Regions from separate parts of the Mus musculus genome. Here regions 1, 2, 3, 4, 6 and 7 are each linked to region 5. A link is a contact called in public ChIA-PET and HiChIP or PLAC-seq data. All regions are on one chromosome and are shown on one strand. Each heading gives the region's core, a stretch centred on a gene start, on an enhancer-like site or on the middle of the called end of the contact. The rest is flanking DNA. Distances are from core to core; before and after follow the strand shown.

The links. ChIA-PET counts read pairs in DNA pulled down with a chosen protein or histone mark. HiChIP or PLAC-seq counts read pairs in DNA pulled down with a chosen protein or histone mark.
Region 1: an RNA polymerase II ChIA-PET map of memory CD8 T cells shows a contact between it and region 5, with 10 read pairs. The contact joins the enhancer-like site here to the promoter of Xpo5 in region 5. A contact is called at or near these places in 3 of 484 Hi-C or Micro-C datasets (cerebellum, cortical neurons and granulosa cells) and 6 of 115 datasets of contacts at active chromatin or transcription factors (astrocytes, embryonic stem cells, forebrain and 3 more).
Region 2: a FOXA1 HiChIP or PLAC-seq map of pancreatic cancer cells shows a contact between it and region 5. The contact joins the promoter of Ubr2 here to the promoter of Xpo5 in region 5. A contact is called at or near these places in 2 of 115 datasets of contacts at active chromatin or transcription factors (memory CD8 T cells and pancreatic cancer cells).
Region 3: a contact with region 5 is called in an H3K4me3 HiChIP or PLAC-seq map of pro-B cells, with 3 times the contacts expected there. The contact joins the promoter of Aars2 here to the promoter of Xpo5 in region 5. A contact is called at or near these places in 4 of 115 datasets of contacts at active chromatin or transcription factors (bone marrow-derived macrophages, double positive thymocytes, memory CD8 T cells and 1 more) and 3 of 9 other capture datasets (adipose tissue, embryonic stem cells and liver).
Region 4: a contact with region 5 is called in an RNA polymerase II ChIA-PET map of memory CD8 T cells, with 51 read pairs. The contact joins the promoter of Nfkbie here to the promoter of Xpo5 in region 5. A contact is called at or near these places in 14 of 39 promoter capture datasets (the 3T3-L1 cell line, the C10 cell line, the HPC-7 cell line and 8 more), 3 of 484 Hi-C or Micro-C datasets (B cells, neutrophils and pro-B cells) and 5 of 115 datasets of contacts at active chromatin or transcription factors (bone marrow-derived macrophages, embryonic stem cells, large pre-B cells and 2 more).
Region 6: an RNA polymerase II ChIA-PET map of memory CD8 T cells shows a contact between it and region 5, with 14 read pairs. The contact joins the promoter of Slc29a1 here to the promoter of Xpo5 in region 5. A contact is called at or near these places in 6 of 39 promoter capture datasets (the C10 cell line, the SN4741 cell line, cranial neural crest and 3 more) and 11 of 115 datasets of contacts at active chromatin or transcription factors (astrocytes, bone marrow-derived macrophages, craniofacial prominence and 7 more).
Region 7: a contact with region 5 is called in an RNA polymerase II ChIA-PET map of memory CD8 T cells, with 14 read pairs. The contact joins the enhancer-like site here to the promoter of Xpo5 in region 5. A contact is called at or near these places in 5 of 39 promoter capture datasets (the 3T3-L1 cell line, 3T3-L1-derived adipocytes, the C10 cell line and 2 more), 1 of 115 datasets of contacts at active chromatin or transcription factors (memory CD8 T cells) and 2 of 9 other capture datasets (adipose tissue and liver).

What each region holds. Positions count from the first base shown.
Region 1 is chr17:46,965,722-46,968,421 of GRCm38.p6, reverse strand. Ubr2 (ubiquitin protein ligase E3 component n-recognin 2) reads left to right here. Exons shown (of 47, transcript NM_146078.3): 18 at 1-38; 19 at 1,110-1,232; 20 at 1,327-1,390; 21 at 2,157-2,281. Among named protein-coding and RNA genes, the nearest start is that of Ubr2, 43 kb to the left of the region's middle. Within about 2 kb of position 1,286, at least 24 of the 459 cell types and tissues checked have an H3K27ac peak or open chromatin away from gene starts, as enhancers often do. A contact at or near this core is called in memory CD8 T cells, where this site is marked.
Region 2 is chr17:47,009,037-47,012,044 of GRCm38.p6, reverse strand. It overlaps Ubr2 (ubiquitin protein ligase E3 component n-recognin 2), which reads left to right and starts at 1,513. Exons shown (of 47, transcript NM_146078.3): 1 at 1,513-1,903. The coding sequence starts at 1,826.
Region 3 is chr17:45,505,567-45,508,336 of GRCm38.p6, reverse strand. Aars2 (alanyl-tRNA synthetase 2, mitochondrial) reads right to left here and starts at 1,496. Exons shown (of 22, transcript NM_198608.2): 1 at 1,256-1,496; 2 at 627-818. The coding sequence starts at 1,483.
Region 4 is chr17:45,554,140-45,556,964 of GRCm38.p6, reverse strand. It overlaps Nfkbie (nuclear factor of kappa light polypeptide gene enhancer in B cells inhibitor, epsilon), which reads right to left and starts at 1,265. Exons shown (of 6, transcript NM_008690.4): 1 at 651-1,265. The coding sequence starts at 1,024.
Region 5 is chr17:46,201,458-46,204,468 of GRCm38.p6, reverse strand. Xpo5 (exportin 5) reads right to left here and starts at 1,658. Exons shown (of 32, transcript NM_028198.3): 1 at 1,444-1,658. The coding sequence starts at 1,548. Polh (polymerase (DNA directed), eta (RAD 30 related)) reads left to right here and starts at 1,828. Exons shown (of 11, transcript NM_030715.4): 1 at 1,828-2,072.
Region 6 is chr17:45,593,881-45,596,802 of GRCm38.p6, reverse strand. It overlaps Slc29a1 (solute carrier family 29 (nucleoside transporters), member 1), which reads left to right and starts at 1,273. Exons shown (of 14, transcript NM_001357771.2): 1 at 1,273-1,321.
Region 7 is chr17:45,487,800-45,490,736 of GRCm38.p6, reverse strand. No RefSeq gene overlaps it. Among named protein-coding and RNA genes, the nearest start is that of Spats1, 14 kb to the right of the region's middle. Within about 2 kb of position 1,621, at least 33 of the 459 cell types and tissues checked have an H3K27ac peak or open chromatin away from gene starts, as enhancers often do. A contact at or near this core is called in memory CD8 T cells, where this site is marked.

The DNA of each region.
Region 1 (2,700 bases), core at 37-2,536, 760 kb before region 5:
GGCGAGAGATGTTCGACAAGGACATAGTGATGCTTCAGGTAATGAGTTAAAAACCCTGACTTCAGGGCTGTGGGGAGGCCTGGTCTTGTTTTACTGAGTCAGTCACCTAACACTCACTTGCAGATCTCTGAATCCTACCTGCTCTGTCTACTAACACTCCCCACTCAAGGCCAACAGCCTGCAGAATGCTTCCCCCAGTCTCCAGATCAGGGTCAGACTCAGCATGCCAGATGCAGCTGCTACAGTCAGACAGACAGCTGGCTAGACAGACAGACAGACAGCTCAGTGCTTAAGAGCTTTGCTGCTCATAAAGGAGCCGAGTTCTTTTTCCAGCACCACAGCAGGCAGCCACAACCACGGGGACTCCAGCTCCTTTCTGGTCTCTGTAGGCACAGCACTCATGTGGCAGACACTGGCACGCATAACCGTAAATTCTAAAAAATAAACAGACTGGCTTGGTGGTGCACGCAGAGACAGGCAGATCTCTGAGTTCGAAGGCAGTGTGCTTACATAGTGAGACCCTGACTCAACAGACTTAATAGCAGCAGCAGCACCAAAAGATAGGTGCTATGGATATGGTCCAGCACTGGCTGCTCTTCCAGAGAACTCTACTTCAGTTCCTAGCTGTTGAGTCCAGTTTGATTTAGAACTTTTAAAAATGGCATTAAGAGAAAAGAAGCTATCGTTTTATGTAATGGAGTGCTTACCACAAAAGGGTCTCAGTAACAGAATACGTATGTACATACTAGGGGCTTAATTGATATTCCTCTCAGTTCCTAGTAGGCAGTGAACTCTGATAGGAAACTGCAGCGAAATTCATAGCCGTGTCCTTCAGTGGACTGAGACAGGAAAGGAGCCGAACTGCCTGTGTGGTTCTCCTGGGGTTCAGTTTTAAGGGAGGTTTCTTTGTGTGGATTGTTTGACCTGCTTAGATTCCTGTCCCCTCTTGGCAGCCACATGATATAGGGTGTGGCTAAGTAGGTGTCCATTTTTTCTTCAAATTGGTGGTCAAATAAGCTGTTTTCTTGTGCAACCTTAAACATCTCTCACTAACACTGAGTGTCCCTTCTGACCTTCCTCTTCTCCTTTGTCTCAAACAAACAAAAAAGACAGGTGTCTCCATGATGGACCCAAACCACTTCCTGATGATCATGCTCAGCCGCTTTGAACTCTATCAGCTCTTCAGCACGCCTGACTATGGGAAGAGATTCAGTTCTGAGGTTACCCATAAGGTAAGAGCCTGTGTCACAACGCCCACGTGTCCTGTATGTGTGAGGGACAGCAGTGGGCGTGTTCTCACCTCTGCACTTGCCCCTCCTCCCACAGGACGTCGTTCAGCAGAACAACACTCTGATCGAAGAGATGCTCTACCTCATCATCATGCTTGTGGGTGAGTGCACACCGCCTTGATGTGGGCCTGGCGATGGCAGCAGGGCGCTGAGCTTGCTCGATCAGTCATGGGAAGAGAACGGGCACACAGCCCTTCACACACACACACCCCAGAAAGAGGAAGGGGTGCAATGGCCGAAACAGATGAACTGAAAGGCTGTATTTGGGCCAAGGGTGGAGGGAGACTGGCACAGCTTGGGAACACATTGTGAGCAGAGAGTTGCTAGGACTAAAATCTTCGCTTTGTTTCTTCTCTCTTGGTTCTTGGTTTAAATGTCTTCTTGACTCCAAAGACAGCAACCACAGGTTAATGAAGACCAGTGACTCAGAGACGTCTGTTTATTACCTACGTCTCCTGTTCGCTTGGCCCTGCTTTCCCAGTTCTTTGATCCCTTCTGCTCTGTCATTCCCCCACTGTTCAGACCTTCTGTGGCCGTAAAGTAGCCAATCCAGTGGGCAGAGGTGGCCCTAATGAAGAGGGTCTCAGAGTGATACCAGCCTGTCCTAGACAGAAGCACAGAGGAGGAAAGGGTGTGACTTCCACTGGTCCCGTCGTACTTCTGGTCCTTCTCCAAAGCAGCCATGAAACCTTAAGTCGGTGCATCAGACTCAGTATAAACGGGAACTGCTATTGCCTTCCAAACCAGCCTTTATTTTCCCACAGAGTGACCCAGACAGAGGATGGATTCTGTTGCAAGAACTGGAAATCTGTACACATAAGTACATGGGTCCATTAAATGTGTGCATCTACCTTTCATTTTGGACAGGAGAAAGATTCAACCCTGGGGTTGGACAGGTGGCTGCCACAGATGAAATCAAGAGGGAGATTATCCATCAGTTGAGCATCAAGCCTATGGCTCACAGTGAGCTGGTGAAGTCTCTGCCTGAAGATGTAAGTGTCCACAGTTAAGAAACCCGGAAGCTGCTCCTCCCCAGCAGTGTGTGCACTTCCCCCCTGGGTGCAAGCTACAGTTCTAAGATGGCTATTCCATCTGGAAAGGAGAACACTGGGAACAGTGACTAGGGAGCAGAGCTGAGCTAGAGAGAACTCTGAAGAATGTGGTGCTTAGAGCTAAGTGGTTTTGTCCACAGAGCAGGGGCATATTAGGGTCTGTCTGACCCCAAGGAGTGCAGGTGACGCTTTCACCTGAGGGAGGAGGTATCCACTCGAACTTGAGTAAACACACATTCTCAGGGCTTTTTCCTTACTCCAGTGCAGAAGAGTCTCTTGGTTGGTTGGTTGGTTGGTTGGTTGGTTTGGTTTTCATTTTAAAGAGGGTTTCTCTGTGTAGCCCTGACTGTCCTGAAACT
Region 2 (3,008 bases), core at 264-2,763, 810 kb before region 5:
CTCTTCCAGGGTCCCACTCCTGACTTTAGCTCATCTAATGCCTTTGTGTTCCCTAACCACAAAGGTACCACCATTTTGTGCTCTTCTCTTTGGCTACCAGGCTTTTAAGACAATGGCCCCCCCAAGTAATAGGAGTTGGAAAAGGCTGGGGAGTCTGGCATCAACCAGAGCTTGAGCTTGCCTCCCAGAAAGAGGTGTCTTACAGTTTCTACAACTTGCAAGAGAGACTGGAGTCAAGATAATGATGGACCAGCGATGGACTAGGACCACACCTTGACCAGGGCTGCCCTTTCTTTAAAACTAAACCTCATGTCAGGACTCTGAAAGGTAGTGAACTTGAGGGTGGGCAGATGGTCACTGGACCTTTTTGTCCCTCTCCCCAATGTGGCTATATCGAATAAGTCTCCTTTCTCTGTCTCTTCATTATTGCTTATCTCTTTAATTGTTATATTGAGGATATATGCTTGAGCCTAGCTTGTTAGAGCCGCAGGTTCCAAGGTCTAACCCTAACAACTCCAGTACAAGATACCAGCCTCTTCCTACAGGGCAATTAGGGTTTGTCTGGTCATCTGTGAGAGCCTAATCTTCTCCACGAAGATAATTTAAAAGATATTCAAATACATGTCACAAATTACAGTCAGTGTATATAAGCCTCCAATCGGTCTGCTTTTAGATCTGCTTCTGTCAGTATAGTCTTAAAGCAATGCAGCTAAAAAAAAAAAAATATCCAGTATTTCTTCTGTTGCTTTGTGGCCTGCCATTGAACCTTAAAGTCTTTTTTTTTTTTTTTTTTTTTTTTTTTTCCTTGACCTTTTGAGAAACTGCAAAAAACAATGGCAGTCGCAGCTCTAGCCCTGGCTCTCCCTCCGCGCAGCCGCAGGAGTAGGCAGGCTGGACGCGGAAGTAAGCGCGTGCTTCCAGGGTTGTCTGACTCTGAGAGTTGGTCTTTAAGTTGATTCGTTGGACGCCTTTTCTGATGCAACAAGACTTAAGGAAAGAAAAGGATATATATCAATCAATGGTCATAAATTAAATGTCTTGCAATTGTACCTTAAAACTTTTCAAAATCTCGGTACTAAATACACCTCGGTGACTAGTGCCAGGATGACAAGGCATTAGAACCTCCGGGATAGAACGCGCGATTCATTCATTCTTTTGACAATTGAGGGTTTATCAGATACCAGACTTTTGACAGACAGCTGTGTGTCTATCGCGCCAGGAATGATTATTCTTGGTGCTGGGGAGATAAAAAAAAAATGACAAGAATAAATAGGACTAAGAGACTAAGACGAGATCTCAAACGTTATTTCGTTCTTCTGGTGTCAAGCCCCTCTCACGGATTCTAAATTGTCTTTTTCCAGGCTTCCGCCAGGGGATGGACTACAACTCCCATGATACTCGTGTGCCGCTCCTTATTAGAGGCTTCGCTTCTCTCCCTGGCCGCTCAGGGGACGACTACAGTACCCAGAATGCCCTGCTCCCTCGCTTGGGTGTTTTTGCCCCTCTCTTGGCGTTGAACGCGGTAGTGGCTGTCCGGAGTGCCAGGCCTGGGGTTCTCGGTGTCCTTCCCCCGGTCACGGGCGAGGAGGCGACTTGACTTCTGGGCGCCGAGCCCGGGCGCGCGCGCAAGCGGCTGCCGTCCCCGCTGCAGGTTCGCGTCCCGCTTTGCTCCTCGCGCATCTCGGCTCGGCGGCAGCCCGGACGGCCCGGGACTGACGGCCCCAGGACAGGGGTGACCGTCGCGGCTGCGGGAGCAGAGGCGAAGCTGAGGCCCGGGGAGAGGCGACAGCGGCGAGAGCACCCGGGGAGAGGAGGAGGAGAGAAGATGGCGTCGGAGATGGAGCCCGAGGTGCAGGCCATCGACCGCAGTTTGCTGGAATGTTCTGCCGAAGAGATCGCAGGGGTGAGTGCGGGAGCCCGGGAGGGCTACGTCCGGCCCTCGTAGGCCGCGCCCCGGGGGAGGAACAGAGTCCTGGGAATCCCGGAGCCCGCCACTGACTTCGGCTAACAGCGGCGCTGGCCATGTCCCGTGGGGAAAAGGACCCAGGAGGCCATCGAGCCTGCTCCGCGCCTTCGGTGCTCAGATCCTCCTTATACGCGGCGACTCTTACTACAGAGCTTTCATTATCCCTAATTAGCTTCACTCTCCATTAAGTCTACAACACTTGGGTTTTTGCCCTATATGCTGGCTGTTGGAAGATGGGAGCGAGCGGCTTCCTAACGTTGTCGTATAAGCGCCCTACTTTACCTTCTGATGCCATTTCTTAGGATAAGCGGAGCAGTGTCTGCGCCGAAGGATTCTATCCTCTCCCAGCTCCAACTTTGTTGCTGGGGGGCGGGGAGGGGAGTTTACCCAGGCTGCAGGCAGCACAGTCCAACATTACCCCCTCGGTGCTTTTTTAAAAAGTTGTTTTGCACTTGTTTATTTCGTTAGATGGTAACCTTGGTGCCTGTGTGTAATGTAGTGGTGCCTCGACACGTTTGCTAAGCATGGAGGCTGGCAGATTTAAAAAAAAAAATACATAATTTTTCTAGGAGTTGGGAAAAGTTGGACGGAGAACAAACGTTATATAACTTTGAAAAAGCAGCTTTGGTGAACAGATGCAAGCTCATTAATGATAGCGTTGATCACAGCCTATCAGGAACCCTTAGGCCCTAAACTTAAGCCATTCAGACACAGTAAAGACTTAAAATGTAGTATCAACAAGCGCCGATACAAGTAGCAAAGTTACAAAGACAACAACTTTCAACAAACTCAGCGTCATCTTTTGCCAGTGAGGGCAGGGGACACCTATCAGAACAGATTGTCCACGGTGACTGTAAATAGCTCAGACAATTGGGAGCCTAGTCTCAGAGGCCTCCAGTTGAAAAAGCTCCCAGGAAATGAGTGACTCTTTATTTAACACATCATCACACAGGATGTTAGGGTCAGTAGTTGGGATGTGCCGTCGGTGATGAATATTTGGAGTGAATAGACCAGAGGAAGATAGTTTGGGTGAGGAAATGAG
Region 3 (2,770 bases), core at 247-2,746, 700 kb after region 5:
CCATTCTTACAAGCCTACCTTCTTTCCAGACCCAGATGAATTCTATCTTCTCCTTAAGCCTCTCAACCCACACACCCTGACCTGGGGACTTCATGTCCAATGACAATCTCAATACAGCTGCCTGGCTATCTGCTCAGCTAACTTTTAAATAGCCATTAAGCAGGAGACAACCCCTTCCTTCAATCAGCGAAGTGAGGCATATTCTTTCCTATTGGATGTCGTGTGTGTATGTGTGTGCCCGTGCCCGTGTATGTGTGGTGTACACACCTGTAACATGTGGACATGTGCTTGTGAAAGTCAAAGGACAACTATGGGTGACTGTACTTAGGAGCTAATTTTTGTTTAAAACAGGGTCTCTCATTAGCTTGGGACTTTGATGTTGGCCAGACTAGCTTGTCTGTGAACTTCTTCAGGGATCTGTTTCCATCTCCCATCTGGCCATTCCAGCATCATAGGCACACACCGTTAGCCCGCACTTTAAATTCGAGTTCTGGGGAATCCACAAGCACTTTACCAACCCAGTCATCTTTCTGTCTCCCCTATAACACACTGTGTTTAGCTCTTGGTCACAACATCCAGCACTCAGGGTTCAAAGACTTTAACTCTAGAGCTCCCTGGAAACTCACCTTAAAATATTCACCCCCGAAAGCCCAGTTGCCAAGCATCTCGAAAAACGTATGATGAGAGAGATCACGCCCCACATCCTCCAGGTCGTTATGGCGTCCTCCAGCCCTGACACACTTCTGGCTATTAACTACACGTCGGAAGCCTGCCATCTCACTTCGTGGATCCACTGTGCCCAGGAAGATGGGCTTGAACTAGAAGCACATAAAAGTCAGGAAGGGTAGAGAAGAGGTAAATGAACTTAAACAAGAGACTCTGCCTAGTAAAAAGTAGTAAAATTTACAGATAAGGGAAGTGGTTGGACAGAATCAAAGCTTCAAGAATATTACCAAGCACCTAGCAGGAGTGCAATAAATGTCTACTCAATGGATGAATTTTATTTATTTAAATAGTCTTCCACTCAGAGCCTGCCCCTCAGGACTTCACAGCTGCTATCCAGAGATAATAAACTTAATTTCTCCCCACAAGTTTCCAAGCTAATTCCCCAAGACCTAACCAGGCCCCCACCCCATTTTACCCAGCCTCTCTTCCACTCAGAGTTCCGCCCCTCACTTTTTTGGTCCAATCCTGAAGCGCTTTTCTCAGGCTGACTCCCGAGCTCCGCCCCCGATCGGTGTGGCCCCGCCCCTACCTGGTTCATGCCTGCATTGACGAAAAGCAGGCTGGGGTCGCCGCGCGGCCTCACGGTAGCGGAGGGCACGAGCCGGTGGCCGTGGCGATCTCGGAAGAAGCTCAGGAAGGCGTCCCGCACGGCCGCTCCGTGGGGTGGACCGGGCTCGGTTGAGAAAGGCTGCCATGGGCACGACCTCCCAATGGCTCGCCGCAGCTTACCGGCTGCGGCAGCCAACGCCACCGCCATCTTAGCTCCGGGCAACGGCTTCGCGGGGTCAAAGAGTGACGTTCGAAAGGACGCCTAGTGTTTCCTACAGCGGCCCCTGGCGGGTGGAAGACTTGGGGGGGGGGCAAGTCTCAGCTTCTAGTGAAAGTGTTTCCCCAAGAAGGGGACTTCTTCCCCTGGCGAGCGGCTCAGCATACCGTAACTTTGCATAGAGTAGGCCCTTAATTCATCCAGGATTGAACAGATAATTATAAAAAGATCATTACATGCTAGGCTGTATTTTGAACGTTAGTAGCAATATTAACACAATGCCTCTGCTTCCAAAATCTGTATTCTGGCAGTAATGGTTGTTGTGCTATTGATTTTGTGGAGTTGCAAAGGAACAGGTGTGGGTGCAATTCGGTGCGTGGACCGTGTGGTTTGTGCTGATCCAGGCTGAAGAGTGCCAAGGGATCGTGAGTATTCAAGAGGTGGTCAAGAACCCTGCGTAAGTGCCAGGCACTGCTCTAAGACCTTGCCAGGTCCTCTTCTGCCCTCGGTTTGCAGAGCCACTTTGTCCTTAGGGACTGAAGCAGGTTCTTTGGAGCAGGAGTCTGGTGGAGACACAGAAGCCAGACTGCATCTGCTCCATTATTAATTGCTTAATGACATTTGGTCTTTTAATTTGCTTGGGGATGAGAGAATCCAGGTCGACAGGTCAGGACAAAGCTGTTGGCTGAGAGCTGTGGCGATGGCTTTCCATGAGCCTCCCAGGGCCCTGAGGCTTTGAATTTTGCTGAGAGAAAAGAGATACCTGTCCTGGCAGGCCCAGTCCCCTTGACTTCCTTTCTATGGTAACAGACCTTGTGGGTGCAGCTAGACAGCTCAAGGACTTCTCATGATGACCTTGCTTGACCTTTAGTCTGGGAAAGTTAGCAGATCTAGGAAGAGAAAGGGATTTGCCAAGTTTAAGACCCAACAGAGCAGTGGTTCTCACCCTGTGGGTTGCAACCACATAGGGTTGCATATCATTCATTTACATTACGATTTGTAACAATAGCAAAATTACAGTTATGAAGTAGCAATGAAATAATTCTATGGTTAGGGGCCATCACAACATGAGGAACTGTTTTAAAGGGTTGAAGCATTAGGAAGGTTGAGAGCCACTGCACTAGAGGTTACAGAACTGAGGTCTTTGTGGTCAGAAGGACAGCCTTGGCCACCCAGGGGGCTCTTTTGGCCACCAGTCTTTGTGTGTTATTTGGGTCTTTTGAACTTTTGAAGCACAGCTTCTTTTCGGGGAATACATAGTCTATTTTGGACTTGAGT
Region 4 (2,825 bases), core at 16-2,515, 650 kb after region 5:
GAGGTAACTGTTGGGGAGGCTGAGGCCAAGCCATTACTTCCCTTTTCTCAGCAGAGGAGGAAGTGAGCTGGGGCAGCCAGCTGCCTATCCTGTTTGTTGGGGGCAAAAATTCTCAGTCTAGTCCCTCTTTTGGAACCACTTTCAAATGGGCATCCAGGTAGCACCGTTAATCCAGGCTTCCTGAGCTCAGATGACAACCTGTAATCCTGGTGTAGTCTTTTTTCCCCCCTCTGGTTAGGGTGTTCTGAAGTTAGGCATTGGTATCCCAAATATTGAGCAAACAGGGACATTCCTTCCCCCAACAAGAAAAACAAAAACTGAATTGGTTGCGGGGGAATTCCTCTTCCCAGGAGTGGGTCACTAGTAGATTTTCAAGACTGTGGCTGGTGTTCTAGGTTACAAGGGCACTGCTATCCTGTCCACTCCCAAAAGAGGTGATGATGTCTGGTTTTTGGTCTGAACCTGGCTACAGCTTAAAAGCAAGTTGCAAGTTAAGTTTGGAGTTTGGAGAAGGAGGCTGGCCCTTCCAGGGCAGGTGCTGTGAGGGTCTATCCTCTCGGGTGATGAAGTGGTGGTGGTAGCCCAGCCAGTTGCAGCTCGGAGGGGGGCTCTAACTGAACATCTTATCTCAGCCTAGCCAGTTTACTCACGTGTCTCCATCCTCAGAGATGTATGTGAGCGCCTCGAGTTGCTGAGGGCTCAGCACCCCCGCGGGGGGCAGCGGCGATCCTGGGGCGGGAGGGCTTGGATCCTTGGCTTCGGGTCTCTCCAGTAAGGGGAAGGATTCAGTGAGAGAGGAGGAGGCATAAGTGGAGTCCGCTCGCTCTCCATCCGCATCTTCTTTCTCTGGTTCCTTGTGGGTCTCCGGAGCATGTCTCCAAGGCTGTGGGCAGCCGCTTTGGGATGATCCGGAGCCTGGGGCCGCAGTAGGTTCAGGCAGGGAGCGTAGAGAGCGCAGCGACTCTATGCCAGAGTCACACTGGCTATCATCCGCCTCGTCCGGCCCCTTCCGCGCATCCGACATGCCGGCCGCGCCAGCCCGGGGTCCAGGGTCCAGCGGGATCTAACTCTGAGGTGTGCAAAAGCGAGCTTTTCCGGGTTTGTGTGACCGCCTAACAGAACCAGAGTCACTCTCCGAGCGGCTTCATTACCTGCCTGTGCAGGCGCGGGGAGCGGATGAGAAAAGCGAGAGGTCCAGGGCGCCGGCCAGGTCCACCGCAGCGGGTGCTTTGGGCAGCTGAACGGTCCCTAGTTAGGTCTTCTCTGTCGCCCCGCCCCCGGACCCAAGAAGTGGCCCGCAGCCACTGCCACGCCCACAGCCCCGCCCTCAAAGGAGCTTCCGGGTAGAGCCCCGCCCCTCCGGAATCCCCCTGTTTGCTGCTTGCGTAGGCAGGGAGTCTCTGGTTACCAGTCTTGACTCACTCCTGCGTGGATTGTTTCGCCCATTCATTCATTCACTCATTCTTCCCCTTCCCTTTTATTTCATTCACTAATTCCGTGCATTTGTTTGTTCCTTCTTTTTAGTTCCGTGGTGTCTTCATTCATTTATTCATTCAATTGTTTAAAAAGTGTATTTTTAAAAAACTTTTCTGCATAAACCGGCTACTTTGTGGGGAGTTTGTGTAGGTTGGTGGTGGTGGTGGGGTGTCTTAGCGTTTCTATTGCTGCAATGAAATACCCTGACCAAAAAGCAAATTGGGGAGAGAAGGTTTTATTCGGCTTATACTTCAAGATCATAATCCATTATCAAAGGAAGTCAGGACAAAACTGAAACAGGACATGATCCTGGAGGGAGAAGCTGATGCAGAGGCCATGGGGAGCGTCTTGCACACTGGCTTGCTCCCCATGGCTTGCTCAGCCTGCTTTCTTATAGAACCCAGGAATACCAGCCCAGGGATGGCATCATGCACAATGGGATGGGGTGGGCCTTCCCCATCAGTCACTAATTAAGAAAGAGGCTTACAGCTGGATCTTATGGAGGCATTTTAACCGAGGTTCCCTCTTTTCAGATGACGCTGGCTCCCATCAAGTTGCCTGACTAGCCAGCACAGATGGGGAAGGGGTGGTGATGGTGGCTCTGCTTGCTATCCTCTGCCTATTTTTTTCTCAACTTCTCTTGCCTTTTCACTTATTTTCAATCAGTGCTCAGGGGGATTGGTAAGAGAGAGTGCATCTATTATCTTCAGGGGAGCAGCTTTTCCCTGGGAAACCTTCATAGACAGTTCTGGGTCAACTCCCCTGATGATAGACTTGGCAGGAGGATGTGATCTGGGGAAGTGGGTTTTCTAGGGAGGACTTATCTCACAAGCCTTGGTGGTCATGGGGTTTCTTCTTCCTTGCAGGGTGTGCACTGGCCTTTGGTAGGTACAGGAGATGGCTGCCCCCAGCAGTCAAAGAAGTTTAGTTCCTCACAGTGGAGCCAGGGTGGGGAGGCCCCTGACACTACTGAAGTTTCCACCCTAGCCCTGAAGTCTTTCCCCTCCCTTCTTGCTTTTCTTCAACATGACTAGGGTTTGAGAGAACACCACCCACAGGCGATCCCTGAGATGGAGCATCTTGCTGCTCTTTTCTTGGGGCTAGCAATGCCCTTAGAAGACCATTGCCAACCATAGGAACAGCTTCATTGCATCCTTGGTACTGGGGGATGGGGGAGCTAGCAGAGATAGCTATTATGAGCCATTCTCTTCTGCCTCCCCCCCCAAAAAAACCTTATTTTCTTCATCCATTCACTCGTTTGCAAACATATGGAGCCACTCTTGAAAATGACCCAGGTTCAATTCCCAACATCCACAGGTGGGCTAACAACCATCTGAGATCTAATATGA
Region 5 (3,011 bases), core at 409-2,908:
GCAGTGTTTTCACACAGATGTTCATGGATGATGGAGCTGCACATTTGAGTGGAAGGCAGAAGCTGAAGTTGAATGTCTTTCTCTCTGCTGTTTTGAGAACCCAGAGCTCAGGATTTGCCTAGACGGGCTGGTGAGTCCACTCAGGGATTTATTTTATCAGTCTCTTCCTCCCCTCCACCTGGATTCCAGTCCTCAGCCATAAACAGGCACCAAAAGCTCCACCCTCTATGCCATCTCCCAGGGCTCTTCTGCTTACTTTGTCTGAGAGAGGAGGTCTTACTAAGTCACTCTGATAGCTGCCTGACTTTGTATCCCCTGCCTTAGTCTTCCCAGTAGCAGGGGTTACCTGCTGTCCTTTTAGCTGTATTTTTAAGATGCGAAAATCTAGATTAGTAATACTGACACTCTCCATTTAGATATTAGTCATGTTAATACTAAACTGGATCTAAGAGAGTACAAAAAAAAATGCTAGAGATATACCCATACAAGTTGAATGTCAACCCCTAGAATTAGCTTTCAAAACTAAGGGTGCCAGGAGGAGTCAGTGAACAAGCAAATCTGTGTATCATCTGAGTTTAGGTCACAGGCCTATTCGGGATCACTCTGGTGCTCTGTTTCTTTGCCTATGTAAAATTCTTCACAATCAAAGACAAAGCAAACAGAGTTGTTTGATTCCAAATCCTGTGCCACATACATCTATATGTTGGCGCTTACTCTAATAGAGAGAAGCTCTGTTGAAGGTATTAGCGTTCCCAAATAGCAAAAGCTGAACTAGACCCTGGCGCAGAGAGCACCCGGGACGCAAGAGAATTACTTCCAGGAAACCAAAGTGCCCCGGTGCAAATAAATGCAAAGCCGGTGGTAAAGCTCGTCTTCGCGCAAAAACAGCCGGAGACTATCTCACAGGTATAAACGAGGAAGGAGCGTCACAAATTAGCCCAGAGATGGCCAAGACTCGAAAGATAGAGGTATGTAAGGATGTAAGAAAATGGACACACGGGGATCTAGAATCAGCACAAGTCTGGAGTGATCAGCAGGGAAGAATGAAGGTGGCACTGGGGCAGGAATTTGCACGTGCGCTCCCGGAACGCCAGGGAATGTGGGGTTTGCCCCGGCGTCAGAGCCGGCACAGCCTGCGTGGGTGGAGACCGCGGTGTGATCTAGAGTGAAGAGAAGTGAGGAGTGGGCAAAAAAGCCACTGAGACATGGCGAGGAGATGTGCAACAGTTAGGGACCCTTGCGTGTGATGCAAAGGCAAGCGCGCAGGCAAGAAAAGACTCAAGTGGGAGGAGGTGAGGGCCGCGACCAGAAGCCACCCTCCCCACGGGCAGTGGGAAGATCAAAGGCCGCATAGGCAGGAGACAAACTGAGTTTGGAGAGGCCGTGAGGGAAGCCTGGGATAGGGTTCTCGGGGCAGGCCCAGGCCGCCAGGACCCCAGCTACCTTGAGGGCTTCCAGCCGGTAGCGCTGGGTAGAGCTGGGGTCCATCATGACCGTCACCGCTTTCACTAGCTCCTCGCACAGCGCGTTCACTTGCTCCATCTCCATGGCTAGAGCCGGGAACCCCACCGGCGTCCCGGGAGCACGAGGTTACGCACAGTTCCCCTGGCGGGACCACACGTTGATACCGGGCCGCGGCGGGCTGGGGGTGGGGAAACGGGAGGGAGGAGCGTGAGTCCCAGAAGTTGGAGCTGGGAAGAACCCAGCGCTGCGCATGCGCCGGAGCCGCCACGGCGCATGCGCGCGCGGAAGTGGCCGCTTCGGGTGACGGCCGCGCCTGGCGGGGCGGGGCTGGGGAACGGAAGTTCCGCGGTGCGCAGGCGCGTCAACCGTCCCTCGCGGCGCGCGCGGTGCTGAACTCCAAATTTCCTCTGGGCTTGCTGTGGGGCGTAAACCTGCAGGCTGGAAGGGCTGTTGGCTCGGCGGGAGCCTAGGGCTACCTACTCGGATCTGTGTTATCAGATTACACTCACTTGCTCCTGGGAAGGCGACGACGACATCTAGACGCTGTCATTGGACTCCGCCCGGAGCCCGCAGCTTCGCTCTTGGCAGTTTTGACAGGTGTCGCCTTGGTAAGGACATTAAAACACGGCTCGGGATCGCTATATCGGATGGCTTTTGAAGCCTTGGCTGTCGCTTTTACTTGGGGGTGACTGGGCCGAAATGAAAAGCATGCTTACTGGGAGAGAAGGCTCTAAGAGTGTCTCTAAGGAGAGTTTTCTTGTAGAAAGAGTTTTTCTTGTAATTTTTAAACCTTCCTCTTCACTGGTCCATATTTTCTCGTGCGTCTTACTACACGACCGACTCCCAAACGTGCTTTTGTACAGAATGGGATGAACTGAGATGTTGGAAAACGCATCCCAACTATACCTCTGGGAGGCTGAGGCAGGAGGATTGCTTCCAGTTTGAGGCCAGACTGAGCTGCAAAGTGAGACCCTGCCTCACGAAACAAAACCCATCCCAAATTTACGTAGTCTTTTACGTTTTGGCATTGTGCAGACTTTGCCAATACATAAAAGTACGAAAGGAACACATAAAAGACTTAAGGCTGTATCATCTCTTATCCTGCATATGTTTTAGGAGGTGTTTTTCCACTTAGTAAATTGTTGCCCTTAAATCACAGCTTCGCTTCCAGTTTTACCTCTGATATTTATATTGAATATGGTACTTATCCTGTATTGATTGCGACAATACATTTGCCACCTTCTAGCTTTATCTGTTCCAGTACTACAGAAAAGCCACGCCAGAGCACAAGGACGCCTGACTTAAGTGTAAAAGGTTTCTAAACGTACGATCATTTTGTTTTAGGTGAGGGGCGAGATTTGTAAGGTGTTAATGCTTTGAACATTCAGTATCTTCTTAATTATTTTCTTTACAGTAATTTTGCAGCTTTGTAGTAGTAGTTGCTTGGCACTGTTTTCAATGTGATTGTTTATTTGAAAAATAACTGTTTAAAGTTACAGTTGGGTGCTAGCTCACTCATCTGTATAACCTGTTTCTTGTATTTAAAT
Region 6 (2,922 bases), core at 24-2,523, 610 kb after region 5:
CCTGACTTCCTGCCCTCTGTTTGCTTAGTGCTAGTGGGGAGATGTGTCATCTCTGTGGGAGCAGGAAGGCTGTATACGCCCCCACCAGAGCAGCTTGAGAGAACCCACTGTCCTACAGAGTCAGCTACCTCCTAAGGGCTCAGTCGTCCTCTGGGGAGACTGAGTGCGTCTTTTCCCTACGATGTTAGCACTGGTAATTGTTAATTAGCTCCAATGGTTTCTCTGGAGCACAGGTTCCTTAGGGAGGTGGGGTGAGACAGGCAATCTGGATGGGATGTTCTTGCCTCAGGACCCTCCCCAACTTCTGGGATACATCAGTAGGGAGTGCTACTGTAGGGGGTCCCTCCTCCTTTGTACCCCAGCGGGGGGGGGGGGGGGAAGGAAGGAAGGGGAGGGGTATGAATGGTAAGAGGCTCAGCAAGGCTTCTAGCCCCGAGGGTTATCTTGGGATGGGACATGGGACAGTGAAATGCTGGCTAGGACAAAGATGTGCAGGATGTGAGGCCTTTCTTCCTGGCTCCCCTTTCTCCGGTCTCCAGCTGTGTTTCAGTTTTCTTAGAGGCCTCAGGGCTGTCCTCTTATGCCTTCATAAAGGAGCCTTCAAGGCAACATGGGGATGGGGGGGGGAGAGATGCTGTTTGTGTGGTGTGCGGCGAGTCTGAGGGCAGGAGAGAGAAAACAAAACACCTCCAGCGTCTGGGTTCCAGAACGCTCAAATCTGAGGTATCCCAGAAAGTCTTCTTGAAGGGAAAAGGAGGAGTGGAAAGGAAAAAGGATGTATTAGAAGGGTGTGTGTGTGTGTGTGTGTGTGAGGGGGTTGCTAGCAGTAAAACGGTGGAGTGTGAATAATGGCGTGGGCGGGGTTCGGAGAGGGATAACGGAACACCTGAGGTGGAGCGTGGCTTGTGGGGGCGTCTGGACCTGGGTGAGCAGAGGGCCTGTCTGTGCAAGAGTCCCGCCGTGGAATGTGTAGGAGTTAGGAGCGCAGGGCCAGCGCGGAAATTAGGGGTACGCAGTGGGGGGCCCGTGCCCCCCTCCCAGGCTCGCGTGTCCGGGTGACAGTTGGGAAGGGTCCAAAGACGTGCTCCGCCATCGAAGCCAGCAGCCCTGGCGGCCCTAGGCGTAGGGTCTCTGACTGGGAGCCGGTGAACTGTTGAGGGGGCGGCGAGGAGCCTGGGGGCGGGGCTGTCGCCGGGAGGAGGTGGCTCCCACGGGCCCGGGGCGGACCCAGCAGAGGGCGGGTTTGAAAGCGCTCGGGCGGGCGCGGGAAGCGCTGGCCAAGCGCGCAGATTTCGTCGCCGGAGGTGTCCTTCTCCAGCAGGTGCTCGTAGGGCTTGGGTGGGACATGTTGGGGACTCCGGGGTAGAGAGTGGAGTGTCCGGCTTGCCAGGAGGGAAAAGGAGGCCCGGTCTGCCAGCTCCGAGGCCGCGACAGGGACTTTGGGGTGCGGCCCCCACGCGGCGCGTGCAGAGCAGCGCCAGCACGTGGCGCGCATGGGCCTGGCTCTGGGTAGGGGGACTCTCCTTTTGTGGGGACCAGGGCGGAGCTGGGCCCAAGACAGCCTGGCTTCTGGGCCTGGAAGCGACTGTCGCTGTGTTGACTTCCGCAGAGGATCGGCGTGTGGGTAGTTCAATGCTACAGTCCTGTGTGAACTAGAGGGAGGGGTTGTGTTGCCTTCTGCCCCGAGGCAGGAGGATGGGGAATGCGGGAATACAAATGGACGTGAAGGGAGCTAGCTGGCCATTTACAGACTAAACTCCTGTTCCTGGCCTCCCTTTCCTGGGCGAGTCCTCATTTACTCTACGCGGAGAGTGAACGTGTGACAAGATAAAGGACTGACGCGCACACCCAGGCTTCCTTTGGATGAAGGCTCTCTCCACCCCTGCACCTTATACCCCATTCGGGTCCTCTTGCCAAGCCTGAGCCAACCCCCTCTTCTCCATTAACCCTCCTTCCGTCCTGTTCCTCTTGTCCTGCTTGTGTGACCTTTGCATACAATAATATATGCGTGGTGGAATGGTTGTGAGTTGTCATGACTCTGAAACTAATGTTATGTGAAAGAATGGCCTGAATCTCCCACTTGTTTTAACCCTTTAATTGGAGCACTGTTGCCTTCCTGGAAGCCTACACGAATAGCTGAGGAGCCTTGTTAATTTTGCCTTCCCCACTTGAGAAGGAATCTAGAATGATCGGTACATTGAGTATTGATGCTGTCACCCCCATTCACCAGCTCTGCGGGCTTTCTCAAGTGATGGAGCCTCTTTAAACCTCAATCGCCCTAACTGTTTAGTAGAAACGGGGCAGCTGGAAGAGGGGCATCCTCAGATTTCAAGAGAAGATTCCGATGTAGCAGAAACTAGGCTGAGAAACTGAGCTATGTGAGAGGACCCTTAGGACGCAGGAAGGCCTCAGATGGGCGATAGCTTTCAGGGCCTCTCCATCTCGGCAGGTCAAGGCATGGCTGAAATGATACCAGAGGCCCTGAACTGCTATCAGATCTCTACTGGGACAAAAGTAAAGAAAGCCCCTAAGCAGCAAATGGAATGTTTGGATGTGGGTGGAACCCGAGAGGTGGGAATTTCTGCAAGGGGAGAAGTGATGTGTGTGTGTGTGTGTGTGTGTGTGTGTGTGTGTGTGTGTGTGTATATGTATGTGTATACTTGTCCAAGCCTAAGCCAGTTTTATGATGGAAGAGTTAGCCTCCCTCTGGCTTGTGGCTGTATTCACTTTTGCTGGTGCATGGGAGAGGTGTGGGGTGCTCGGTGGAGAATTAGCTATGTTTTGATGGGGTCCCTTCCCTACTATCTAATAGAAACCTGAGTCCTCAGGCTCCCCGCAGCCGCAGCAGAACCCTCTTGTCCTAGATAAATAGCAGTGCTACTGTTTGCTGCTGCTCTGTCCCCAGTGCCTAGGAGGATGCCT
Region 7 (2,937 bases), core at 372-2,871, 710 kb after region 5:
TACATACACACACATCTGAACATATGCATCTGGATTTCAAGTGGTAAGAGCAGAGAGGGTGGTGAGGATAAAATGGAGGGGGAACCTGAACTTTGAGTCGCTAAGGAAGCAGTCTTATGCCAAGCTACATTCCCAGACCTTTGTTTGACTTCATTAATTTTTACACCTTAAAACATTTATTTGTTTGTTTGTTTAAATGTGTGTATGTGGAATTTGTGGAGGTCAGAGGACAACCCGAAGGGGTCAATTCTTTCCTCTTACCGTGAATGCTGGGATGGTATGTATTTCCCCAGCTGGGTGGCAGGTGTCTTTATCTGCTGAGCCATCTTGTAGGCCCTAATTTCACTTTCAAGAAAAAGACTTATCAGAGTTGTTTCTCACACAAAACTTAGTGAGCAGATTTTAAAATTTATACTATGACACAGTAAATAACATACTGAGATGCAAACTCTCAAATATGGCCAAAATAAAATTTAATTTCTATGCACGGAAAACGCTCCATTTTACCCCCAGTGAATTGACATTGTCCTCTTTGGCATAATAGGTGAGTATATTGAACTACCAATATTTAGTATATTTTACCCAGCACCTGAACTTTTATCTACTTTTTGTCCCCCACCACACACACACAAGGTATAAAATGGCCTCCCGATGTTGATAGGACAATTAAATCTATAACATAGTCCACCCTGCCCTAAGAGTGCCAAGGCAAGTCCAGTGCCCACATAGAAACCAGAGCATAGCTATGTGTGCCCGTGACTCACTGTCTAGCTGGAAGAAGAAAAATGGCGGGGCCCAGGGAGATGAGTCAGTGGATAAATCACTTGTCGTGAATGTGTGAGGACCAGAGTTTAGATCTGCAGAACCCACTTAAAAGTCAGGCGGTGTGGATCCACCTGCAATCCCAGCAGTCAGAGGCAGATGGAAACTTCCTGGGACAAGCTGGTTAGCAAGACAAACAGGGTCTGCAAGAGACTCTGCGTCAATAAAATGAGAACAGGGAGAAGGCATGGGACGTCATTCAGGTCTCCGCGCCCAAACACACACAGGTAGCAATCCTCTCCCGCACATGTGTGCCACACAGTGATGGCCACGTCTCAAAGGAATAAGACAGAAATTGAAAAAGGAAGGCAGCCATAGTCCTCTGGCTTCTGCATACCCATGGCACCCCTGCCTACCATAGTTGCCACCAAATAATTTAATATATAATGTAATGGGAAACGTGCCTAGATGAATTCTTGGGTGGACTTCCCAGCGATTATAAACTTTTTTATGTATATAATTAATTTTGTAATTGTACAAAAATCTAAACCACAGAATATGTACTATTTACTATTTTAACTTTCTTTTTCTTTCCTTTCTTTTGAGCCTCACTCAGGTAGCTCTCGCTGGCCTACGTCTGACGACTACACAGACTAGGCTGGCCTTGAACTTTACTGATCCTCCTGCTCCTGTCTTTTGAGCCCTGGGATCACACGCAGGTGCCATCATCCCCGACATCATCAGCATCAGCATCAATTTTGAGACTGTTATTTTAAGGCAGGGTCTCAAGTAGGCCAAGCTGACCGCAAACTTTCTATGTAGCCGAGGTTGAGTGGTTGAGCTTCTGAACATCCTGTATGTGTGTTTAGGTGTCTGTGTGTATGCACACATGAGTACCGGGGCGCAAGCCAGAAGAGGATGTCTGTCTGATCCCGAGACAGGAGTCGGAAGCTGTGGTTACAGCTGTGAGCTACCTCGCTCATGTGCTGGGAACCCAACCTAGTTCTCTACGAGAGCAGCAGGTGCTCTTCCCGGCTGAGCCATCTTTGCAGCCCTTGTTTCAACGGCTTTAAAATGTCCACTCATATTACTGTGCCACAGTCAACCACTACCCATCTCCATACTGAAGCACTGTGTCCTCTGAACACCTGCCAGTCCCTGGCAACCACTGATCCACTTCCTGTCTCTGTGACTGCGGCCCTTCCAGGTGTGGACATTTGATGTGGTGCAGACTGGCTGTTACCCTGAACAAGTGTGACACCGATCTGGTTTCTTTATACATTAGTGCTCACCTGCGTGATGGCTGGCCGTGCACAGCCAACCGTGGTGCCGTTAGGACTGTCCCGGTGGGTTTTGCTCTTATTAACTGTCACCACTGGGGAAAGCTGCTATTCAGCTGATGTTCTGACTCCCACCATGGTCCCTGGCATAGGTACGAGGAACTGCCAAGTACATAGCTAACTGTCTGCGGTCGCAGGAGTAAGTGGATGTGGGTGTGGGTAGTGGTGATAGGGCCTCCACGCAGTGAGCGCAGTCTTTCAGGCTCTTTCTGAAGCAGCTGCCTCTGTTGTGATGGTTTTGGAATCTTACTTCATTATTTCATCTGCTCTGAAAGATACTCCTCTCTCTGTCTCTGTCTTTCTCTGTGTCTCTCTCTAACTCTCTTTGTTTCTCTCTCCCGCTGTATACCTCTCACTCTGACTCTTTCTCTCTCTGTGTCTCTCTCTCTGTGTCTCTCTCTCCGTGTGTGTGTGTGTGTGTGTGTGAGAGAGAGAGAGAGAGAGAGAGAGAGAGAGAGAGAAATAGAGAGAAAGATCACAACCATTCAGAACTCCAGCTCCTTATGATCTGGTACTCTCTTCTGGCATAACCACATAACACACACACACACACACATACACACACACACACACATACACACACACACACATACACACACACACACACACATACACACACACACACACATACACACACACACACACACATACATACACACACACACACACACACACATACACACACACACACACACACACACACACACACACACACACCTTATCTTAAAAATACACTTCGAGAGCCGGGCGTGGTGGTACACATGAGGCCAGCCTGGTCTACAAAGTGAGTTCCAGGACAGCCAGGGCTATGCAGAGAAACCCTGTCTCGAACCCC